2 separate regions of the Gossypium hirsutum genome follow, and region 2 is linked to region 1. A link is a contact called in public Hi-C data. All regions are on one chromosome and are shown on one strand. The core of a region is the stretch at or near the end of the contact, and the rest is flanking DNA. Distances in the headings are between cores, read along the strand shown.

Region 1 (4,382 bases), core at 1,343-3,842:
ATCGTCTACTAATGATATATATAAGACAGTAGACAGTGGTGTGTAAGTTATATATAATATTAGGTAATACATTGCATTCAAGTACCTATTCCCCAGTCAGCAATTGGTTACTAAGAGAAGAGCTGTGACCCTCCCAACTTTGCAGTTTATGTCTGTGTAGTAGGCAGCCAGTTCATAACTACAAGCCCTACCATAAAAGAGTGTTGGTTTAGGTCAAATAAATAATTGATTAAATTTATTAGAGAAAAAAAAAAACAAACGATCTTTCACTCCATGGGAATGTTTTCTTGAGCTCCTTTAAATATTTCATATTAGCTGTATGTAAATCTGGCTGCTTCTTCTTCTTCCCCTGATTTAATTATTATTACTTACATCTCTGAAAGACTTTGACTGGTCTTTGACATAAAATCAAAAATGTTTGGGGGTATGTTTTATAGATTCAATACCTGACTGACTCTGAGACTCACTGAGACTATGTGAAGGTACATTTTCCCAACTCCCTCAAGTCCTTTTTGGACCACTTGATTTACTACTTTTTCATCATCTTCTGATTCAAATGTCACTTTCAATTTAAAATCAATGGAAGGAAATAGGACCACCGTGCTCCATAATCCACCTGATATTTTTTTTCCCACTGCTTTGATCATTAGTTATTAGTCACTATTCATCAGCTCCTACCACGTGACACCACGAGAGGTGTCCAGTTTATATCAATTTTTTAAGAACCTAAAGGAAAAAGGGGTAAAGGACAATACCAGAACAAAAGCTTCCACTTTTATTTTAGAGTAGCTATCAGCTTAATGAATTCTTAATAAAGATGAATATATTTTTTTTAGATTTTTTTTTGCATTAAATCAATTAATTTTACCTAATTCTCAAGTAGAGTCGAATCATACATTTAAACAGAACAAAACTTTCTTAATATAATTTTTTTGTCTTAATTTTAATATCGTTTTTAGTATTTTTTCTACTTAATTCTTTTAATTATCTATAACTCATTCACACCCTAAAATCAAAAGATAATAAGCACAAAAGTATACTTAAACTCATGCTTTATATGTTACAATAACAACAACTTTAATATATAAACTTAACAATTAGATATATTTTAATCACTAAATTTAAAAAATATAAAAGTTTAATATTGTAATCATACCATATTATAAATTGAAAATATCATAATTTTAAAATGTCGCATTATCCATTCTTATCAAAATCTAACATCATATATAAAAATGGACTTAGTTAATATACAAATGCCAAAATTCAATCTTATGTGTCAAAATTTAAATAAACCCAAACATCTTTTTTCTACATTTATATTATCTAAACCGATATTTTATTTGAAAGTGATTATTTTTTTATTAAAAAAACTTTGTTTTGAAAAAAAAAAGAAAAGAAAAAAAGGAGACTTTAGCCATTGGTTGATGTGCAAAACTCAACGTGGGTTTCCCTTTTTTTCTTTTCATGGCCTTTGCCTTTCAACGTTTCTCGATATCTCACCTCGTCCACAGCACGTCCACTACTCTCTGTTCCTCATGTTCCCTTTAATTTAGTATTAAACTTTATTATTTATTATTACCCCCCAAAAGAAAACCTCATAACACAAAATACCCTTTCGGTATTTAAGTTTAGTTTTATATTAAATTTCATGTATAATTTTGTATTAAGATAAAATGATGCCATGTGATTTAATAAATATTTGATACATATGTTTTGTTAAGAAAATATAAATTCTTAATTAGCATAAAAAGAGTTTAGATGTCAAATTAAATATTAAAGTTAAATTTGGGTACTTAATTAGATAAAAAAAACTTAAGTATTAAATTGAAAAAATTTAGGTACCAAAATGAGCATTAAAACCAAACTCAAGTACCAAATTAAGATAAAAAATTAACATGTCAAATTAAACATTTAAACTAAACTCAAATATCAAATAATTTTCATTTAAGTCACTGAGTTGTTAAATACGATGCTATATCGCTTTTTCTGTTCACACTACTTGCATTAATCGAAAGCTCTCTTTTCCTTTCTCTTCTATAATTCTTTTTTTTTATGAAACAATTTTGGACGTTAAGAATTTGCGAACCAAAATTCAAACAGCTTTTTTCTCCAATCTTCGACACTGACCGTTAGATTGACGGATCTAAAGGTATTTTCTTCGATTCTTAGATAAATACTGATCCATTATACCAATCATTAAACTGCAGCTTGAAACTCTCTGGCGGAACTTTAAAAAAAAATATTAACAACTCAGTAACTTAAATGAAAACTTTTAAGTAATTTAATGACCAAATTGTAGCTTTCTTTTATTAAGTTACCAAAACAAAAAGTTATTCATAATTTAGTGACTAATGTTGTGGTTTACCTTTTTTTTTCTTTATTGCATATAAATTATGGAAGTAGTTACTTTTACAAATTTAATATATACAAATTGATAAACTCTTGATTTTGAAGTGAATAATAAATAAGAATATTAAATTAAACTAACTTCTCAAAAATAAAAATAAAATTCTGGAAAGTTAAAATAAAAGACCAATTTTTAAAATTTCGTAAAATAAGAATACAAAATTCAGAATTAAACCTATAAAATTCAATAACATTGAAAAAAAAATGTTAACGTACTACACTCTGACACCACCACCATCGATGTCTCAATGTGCTCGAAAGTTCACCCAAGCTTGGATATATTGAAATCTAAGCTGTTCACTTTCGTTGTTTTCCCTTTCATTGTATCTCTCTCTTGAGGAAATATATATATCATTAAATTATCTTGTCCTGTATGTCTTTCTCTGGCAATTTAACAAGAATCCATATTACAATCAGAATCTTTTTTATCTTCACAGTGTTGGTGTCTTGGCTCCTTCTTCAAAGCTTCTTTTAGCTGTAAATGCAGCTTGGTTTAACCCTATCCTTTTGAATGGGGAAGAAAGGAGGGACTTCATGGTTGACTGCTGTGAAAAGGGCTTTTAGATCTCCTACTAAAGATACCCATGATGATGAAAAGGTAAGTGTTTCAATCTATTTTAATGGCTGTTTATGAATATAAAAAGAAAAGCCTTTGATTTTTTATTTTTTTTATATAGAAGAGAGATAAACGGAGGTGGATCTTTAGGAAACAAGATACAAGTCCTGTGAAGAGTGTAGGTAATAATGGTGGTGGTGGTGGTGGTGCAAGTACGGCAGCAGCGGAGAAAAGGCATGCTATTGCTGTGGCGGTGGCTAAAGCAGCGGAAGCTGAAGCTGCGGTGGCGACTGCAGAAGCAGCTTTACAAGCTGCTCGGTTGACTAAACCTAGTTATGGCAGGAAACATCACTTTGCTGCTATTGTTATTCAGACAGCTTTTAGAGGCTACCTGGTAAGAAAAAAATTTTGCCTTTGAAAATTGTTGTTTTTTGCATGAGAAAAAATGGGGGTTTAGTGTTGATTTTGTGGTGGTGATAATGAAGGCCAGGAGAGCTCTACGTGCGTTAAAAGGGCTAGTGAAGTTACAAGCTTTAGTGAGAGGTCACAACGTGAGAAAGCAAGCCAAGATGACGCTTCGTTGCATGCAAGCACTGGTTAAAGTTCAGTCTCGTGTTTTAGACCAAAGAATGAGGCTCTCGCACGATGGTTGCAGCCGGAAATCAGCATTTAGCGACACCTGGGAATCACGGTATCTTCAAGATATATCGGATAGAAGATCATTAGTAAGTGTTTTAAGCCTTTTGTTTATGACTTTATGTGTGGTTTAAAGATTCAGCTTCTTATTTGCCTTGTCTTTATGTCTGTGTGTGTTCTAGTCGAGAGGAGGAAGTAGCATAGCAGATGATTGGGACGAAAGGCCACACACAGTTGAAGAAGTGAAAGCTATGTTACAACATAGGAAAGAAGCTGCTTTGAAACGTGAAAAGAGCTTGTCACAAGCACTGTCACAACAGGTTCATGTTCTGTCTTTAACCATGTCTTGTTGTATCATATTGTAATGATTCATATAAACCAATTTGACCGTAAAATAGATGAGGAGAGCTCGAAGGAGTCCATCAATGGGGGACAAGATGAGTGGCTTGATCGTTGGATGCCTGCTAAACCATGGGATAACAGAGGAAGAGCTTCAATGGATCAAAGAGATAATGTCAAAACTGTTGAAATGGACACTTCACAGCCTTATTCATATGTAGCACCAAATTATAGAAGAACAAATTCAAACCATTATCACCAAAGGCCTAGTTCACCTCTCCATAGGGCTCAACACAATGCACAAGCTTTCCACCCTTCTCCAATTACACCCTCTCCATCGAAAACACGTCCGGTTCAAGTACGGTCTGCGAGCCCTCGTTGCGTTAGGGAAGACCGAACCTCGTTTTCATCATCACAAACACCAAGTTTAAGGTCCAATTAT
Region 2 (4,382 bases), core at 802-3,301, 150 kb before region 1:
ACGTGAATGCAAGCAAATAAAAAAATAGATATGTAAAATATGTCAAGGAACTTAACAAGCCTCTGATTCCAAGCATATGCTTTTTTAAATCTTGTTATGCGGCTGGATCATGTCTTTTTAGTCATAATGCACTATTGCACTCACAATATCTTATAGGATCCCATCTTCCTAATTTCAATCCATCAAACCTGAATGTGATACTAAATTTTATAGTTTTGAATTAGAATGTGTTTTCAGAAGAATATTGTCCTACCCTTAAATTTGTCTTTACCAGAAGAGCAGAATTAAACAACTTTGAAAAGGCAAATAATTCTGCAGAAATGCAACCAAAGATAAAAAATTAAAGAGATAGGGCAATCAAAGCACCTTAGGATCCATGCTGTCAGCATGATGAGTGGTATATTTACTGGGGACTAAGATGATGACTCCTTTAGTCATTCCTACGGCAATGAAGTTCAGATGAACTGCCAAAACTTGAGGGGAGCCATGATCACGCCTGAATGCCTGTGATGAAAGAGTCCGAGTGATTATATTGCTAGCATCAACATCAAAGTATCCCAACGTGGTTGAACCCCTCCGAACACCTTCAAGCCTCATGGGTTGAGCAGCTGCACCCTCCTCCCAATGCAAACCAGTAGAAGCCTGTTTCTTCTCAAGCTCCTCAGCCAGTTCAAGCGGCTTCATTGTAGCACGTGCATTGCTTTCCACCCTTTTACTCATCATCTCACTCTCTAGTTGCTCCAATCTCTCCTCTACAAGCTCTGAAATATCACTCATTGAACTTTTATCATCACCACCACTAGCATTTTCCTCACCATCTTCGTAACTGGGCATATCACTTGCTACGTTCTCTCTTTCCAAACCCACCCTCTCCAAGTCCTTACTTATATTTCTCTCCTGATCAACGCTAGGCAAAGACAAAACACTCTTTTCATATGAATCATTGGCATCAAGAACCAGAGAATTCTCAGACACAGAAACAGGGTCAATTTCATTATCTAAAACTTCACCCGAACCCAAAACTGTAACTTCTTTATTCAAGCTGTCATCAAAATCAAGCTTAGAAGAGCCGTCAATTCGTTCAATTACTCTCTCAGCTTCACTTTCCTTATCTTTACTCTCACTAGCCTCACTATTTTGATGGGTATCAGCAGATTGAAAATCGCCCATTTTATTATCACTAGTATAATCATCAATTTCTAATTTTTCACCTGAAACGCTTGATTTCGAGCTAACCCCAATCGATTCCCCATTCACTGAGCTAACATCCTGATCATCACTACCTACAACCCTCTGAAGAACCCCACCACTTACCGCCCTCCTCGACTTGATAGCAGCCGCATGTGGAGTCGGAACCGACCTAGACGCCGCAGCCGCAGCCGCGAGCGCAGCCCCTGGTTTCGCATTGGATTTCACTCCACCAAACAGCGTCGGAAGCTGTTTCGAAGAAGATGATGACGAAACCCTCCAAACCGGATCACCAATCCGCTTGAACGGACTAGTCTTCGACGATTCCGCCGGTCCTTCTGAAAGAGCATCTCTTTCCTCTAGCAATTCCACGAATTCTTGCGGAACGGTATTCGACCGGGCAAGGCGGTTATCGGAACGTTGATAAGAAGAGAGAGGGGATGAAGGCGAAGAAGATGACGTGGATGCATCGGAATCGTTGAGGATTTCATCGATGGTACGGTGAGGAACGGTTGAGTTGGAATCGTCGTCGGAATCGGAGAAGTGTGAGTCAAGTAACGTGTCGAGATCAGCTTCCATTTTGGGTAAAAGCTATGTCGTTGACACTTTAAAATTCAGCTTTATTATATAATCTCCAGTAGTGAACGTGAACAAGTTCATTGTTACCAAGAATTTCAGGCAGTGAAGGATCCCAGCTTCTTTTCGGAGATCTTAGACTCCTTGTTGTTTTCAAGCTTTGAAAATAACTGGGGTTAATTCCACCAAAAGTCTTAAGATTATCCTTATATTTTAAATTGATCCTTCAATTTCAAAATGTTACAATTAAGTCCTCAAAGTTTCAATCTAATACAATGGTTAAAACTTATCATCAGTCCCTGTACTCTTCTTTTATTTGAAAGTTAGTCTTTCTACTTTTTAGATTTTAAAATTTAAGCCTAATTATTAGTATGAGATTTTGAAATAAAAAATATTCACTTATTAGTTATATAAGTAAAAAATATATATATCATAATAAGCGTGAATTTAATAAAATAATTTTAACCAATTGGACCTAAATTTGAAATATGACAAATAGAAGGACTGAATTCTTTAAAAAAATATATGGATTAAAAATATTTTATAAGTCTGAGAGGTCCGTCATCTCTTCTTTGTGGATGATGTGGTGCTATTTCCTAAGGTTGATGAGAATCAGATGGCAGTGATTAACAGGATGCTTAAATGATTTTTGTAAGAGGAACCGGCAAAAGACTCAAGTCTTCTTTTCAAAAAACTTCCCGAGGCTAGTTTAGGTAGAGATTAGTAGCGGTTTGGGCTTCTGTAGAGTGGAGTACCTTGGTAGGTACTTGGGAGTTACCAAGGATATGTATACTGCAACGAATGCAATAAACTTGCTGGTTAGAGCAAAGTCGCTTTCTCTTGCGAAAGGGGTGCGGGCTTCTATTCCCACTTATGCGATGCAGACCATGGTGGTTCCAATAAGTGTGTATGGAGATGGAGCGACTCATTCGAATTTTTATTTGCGGTACCACAGAAGATGGGAGAGGTGTTTAATGGGATAATGTTTGCCGTGATGTGGTTAAGGGTGGTCTTGGTATCCGTCGGATGGTGGATTTTAATAATTCTTTCCTAATGAAACTTGGTTATCTGATTTTTTTTTTTTCAATATCTGGATCATTTGTGTGGGTGTTACGAGACAGGTATAAATGGATTGGTATGGTTCGGATCTCTATTGCTAAAAGTGGATGCTCACCTCTGTGGAGGGGCATTAGTCGGGTATGGGACGAAGTTAAACAAGGGTTGTGTTGGAATTTGGGCAAGGCAAAACGGTGGATTTTTAGTTTGATAGGTGGCTTCCGAATGGCTATCCTCTCATTGATGATGTTCGGTCAAGGGAGGTGGCCCTGGCTGGCTTTACATCCGTCTTATCCATGACGAGCGGTATGGAACTTGAGCTTGGGAGAGATTTAATCAGCTATTGTCTCAACGTGGGATCTCAAGAGTGGTTGCGGCTGATGTTGAGGATTCCTTGGGTTGGAGATGGGGTTCCAAGAGGATTTTCAATATACGTTCATCATGTAAGGTGATTGCGCTTACGATTTCCATTGCTGATGATGGGTGGAAACGTGTGTGGAAGCTTCAGTGCCCGCAACAAGTTCGATCCTTCATGTGGCTGGTGTTGAATAAAAGGCTTCTCACTAATGTAGAAAGAGCACGGCATCGCTTTACAGTCCAGATGGGATGTAACAGTTGCGGGTGCCCTGTAGAAGCCATTGACCATGTGCTCTGGAAGTGTTGTTTGGCAATTGTTGTTTGGACAGATTTAGTGCTCTCGGGTAAGCTCACTGACTTCTCTGAGTTAAATTCTGAGAGATGGCTAAAGATGAATATGTCGAGCTCTCATGTTTTCCTAAGGTTCAAGCTGATTGGGAGAGTCAATTTAGTATAATTTGTTGGAGGCTTATGGTAAACATGGAATAGCCGTATTTTCAAGGAGAATCACGTTGCGCCGGAAGGAATTATTAAGTGGAGTAGTCATCTCTTGTTGAATATTCAACAGACCAATGCTTTACAGCAGCAGCTTGGTTTAGGTCGTACTTCCTTACATCATTGGAACGGGGGGCAAACCGACATAGGAGTGGGTTAAGGTGAATATGGATGCTTCGGTTGATACATTGTCTAGAATAGCTGTGGTAGTTGGCGTTGCTCGTAATCATCACGGTCGCTGCCTTTGGGGTTATACTAAGGATGTAGGAGTCTGCCCAGTTTTGGTGTCTTAACTATGGGAGGCATTTGAAGGTTTGCTGATAGATTGGGAAGAAGGGTGCCGACGGATTGAACTTGAATTGAACTCTCTACAGGCAGTGGGGCTACTGCGTGGCAGTGGGGTGAGTTGCATTGCTTGATCGTCAATGGGAGGTAAGGATCAGTTATGTGTTGCGATCTACGAATCAGATAGCTGATGCAATGGCATGACTACCGTCGATGATACAACGGGATAGAAGGGTGGTCACGCATCTTTCATATTTTGTCTGTTTTGCTGCAAGCTGATGCTGATGCTGTTGCTGTGACATATCACTAGGGATGTCTTTATCCCTTTCTGAACCAAAAAAAAAAGTACAAGTAGATCTTTACTTTGGGTACCAAGTAAATGTCACCGGCTAGACCTGAATTATTTGTACTATTCATAATAATTC

What was found. A called contact is a pair of places that touch in the nucleus more often than the background predicts.
Region 2: a Hi-C map of hypocotyl shows a contact between it and region 1, with 2.0 times the contacts expected there. The contact joins the promoter of LOC107923378 here to the promoter of LOC107923340 in region 1. A contact is called at or near these places in 3 of 34 Hi-C or Micro-C datasets (hypocotyl and leaf).

What each region holds. Positions count from the first base shown.
Region 1 is chrA12:82,701,496-82,705,877 of Gossypium_hirsutum_v2.1, reverse strand. LOC107923340 (protein IQ-DOMAIN 1) reads left to right here and starts at 2,592. Exons shown (of 5, transcript XM_041082851.1): 1 at 2,592-3,007; 2 at 3,087-3,359; 3 at 3,451-3,690; 4 at 3,784-3,949; 5 at 4,000-4,382. The coding sequence starts at 2,921.
Region 2 is chrA12:82,848,734-82,853,115 of Gossypium_hirsutum_v2.1, reverse strand. It overlaps LOC107923378 (vacuolar protein sorting-associated protein 8 homolog), which reads right to left and starts at 2,051. Exons shown (of 19, transcript XM_016853580.2): 1 at 367-2,051. The coding sequence starts at 1,767.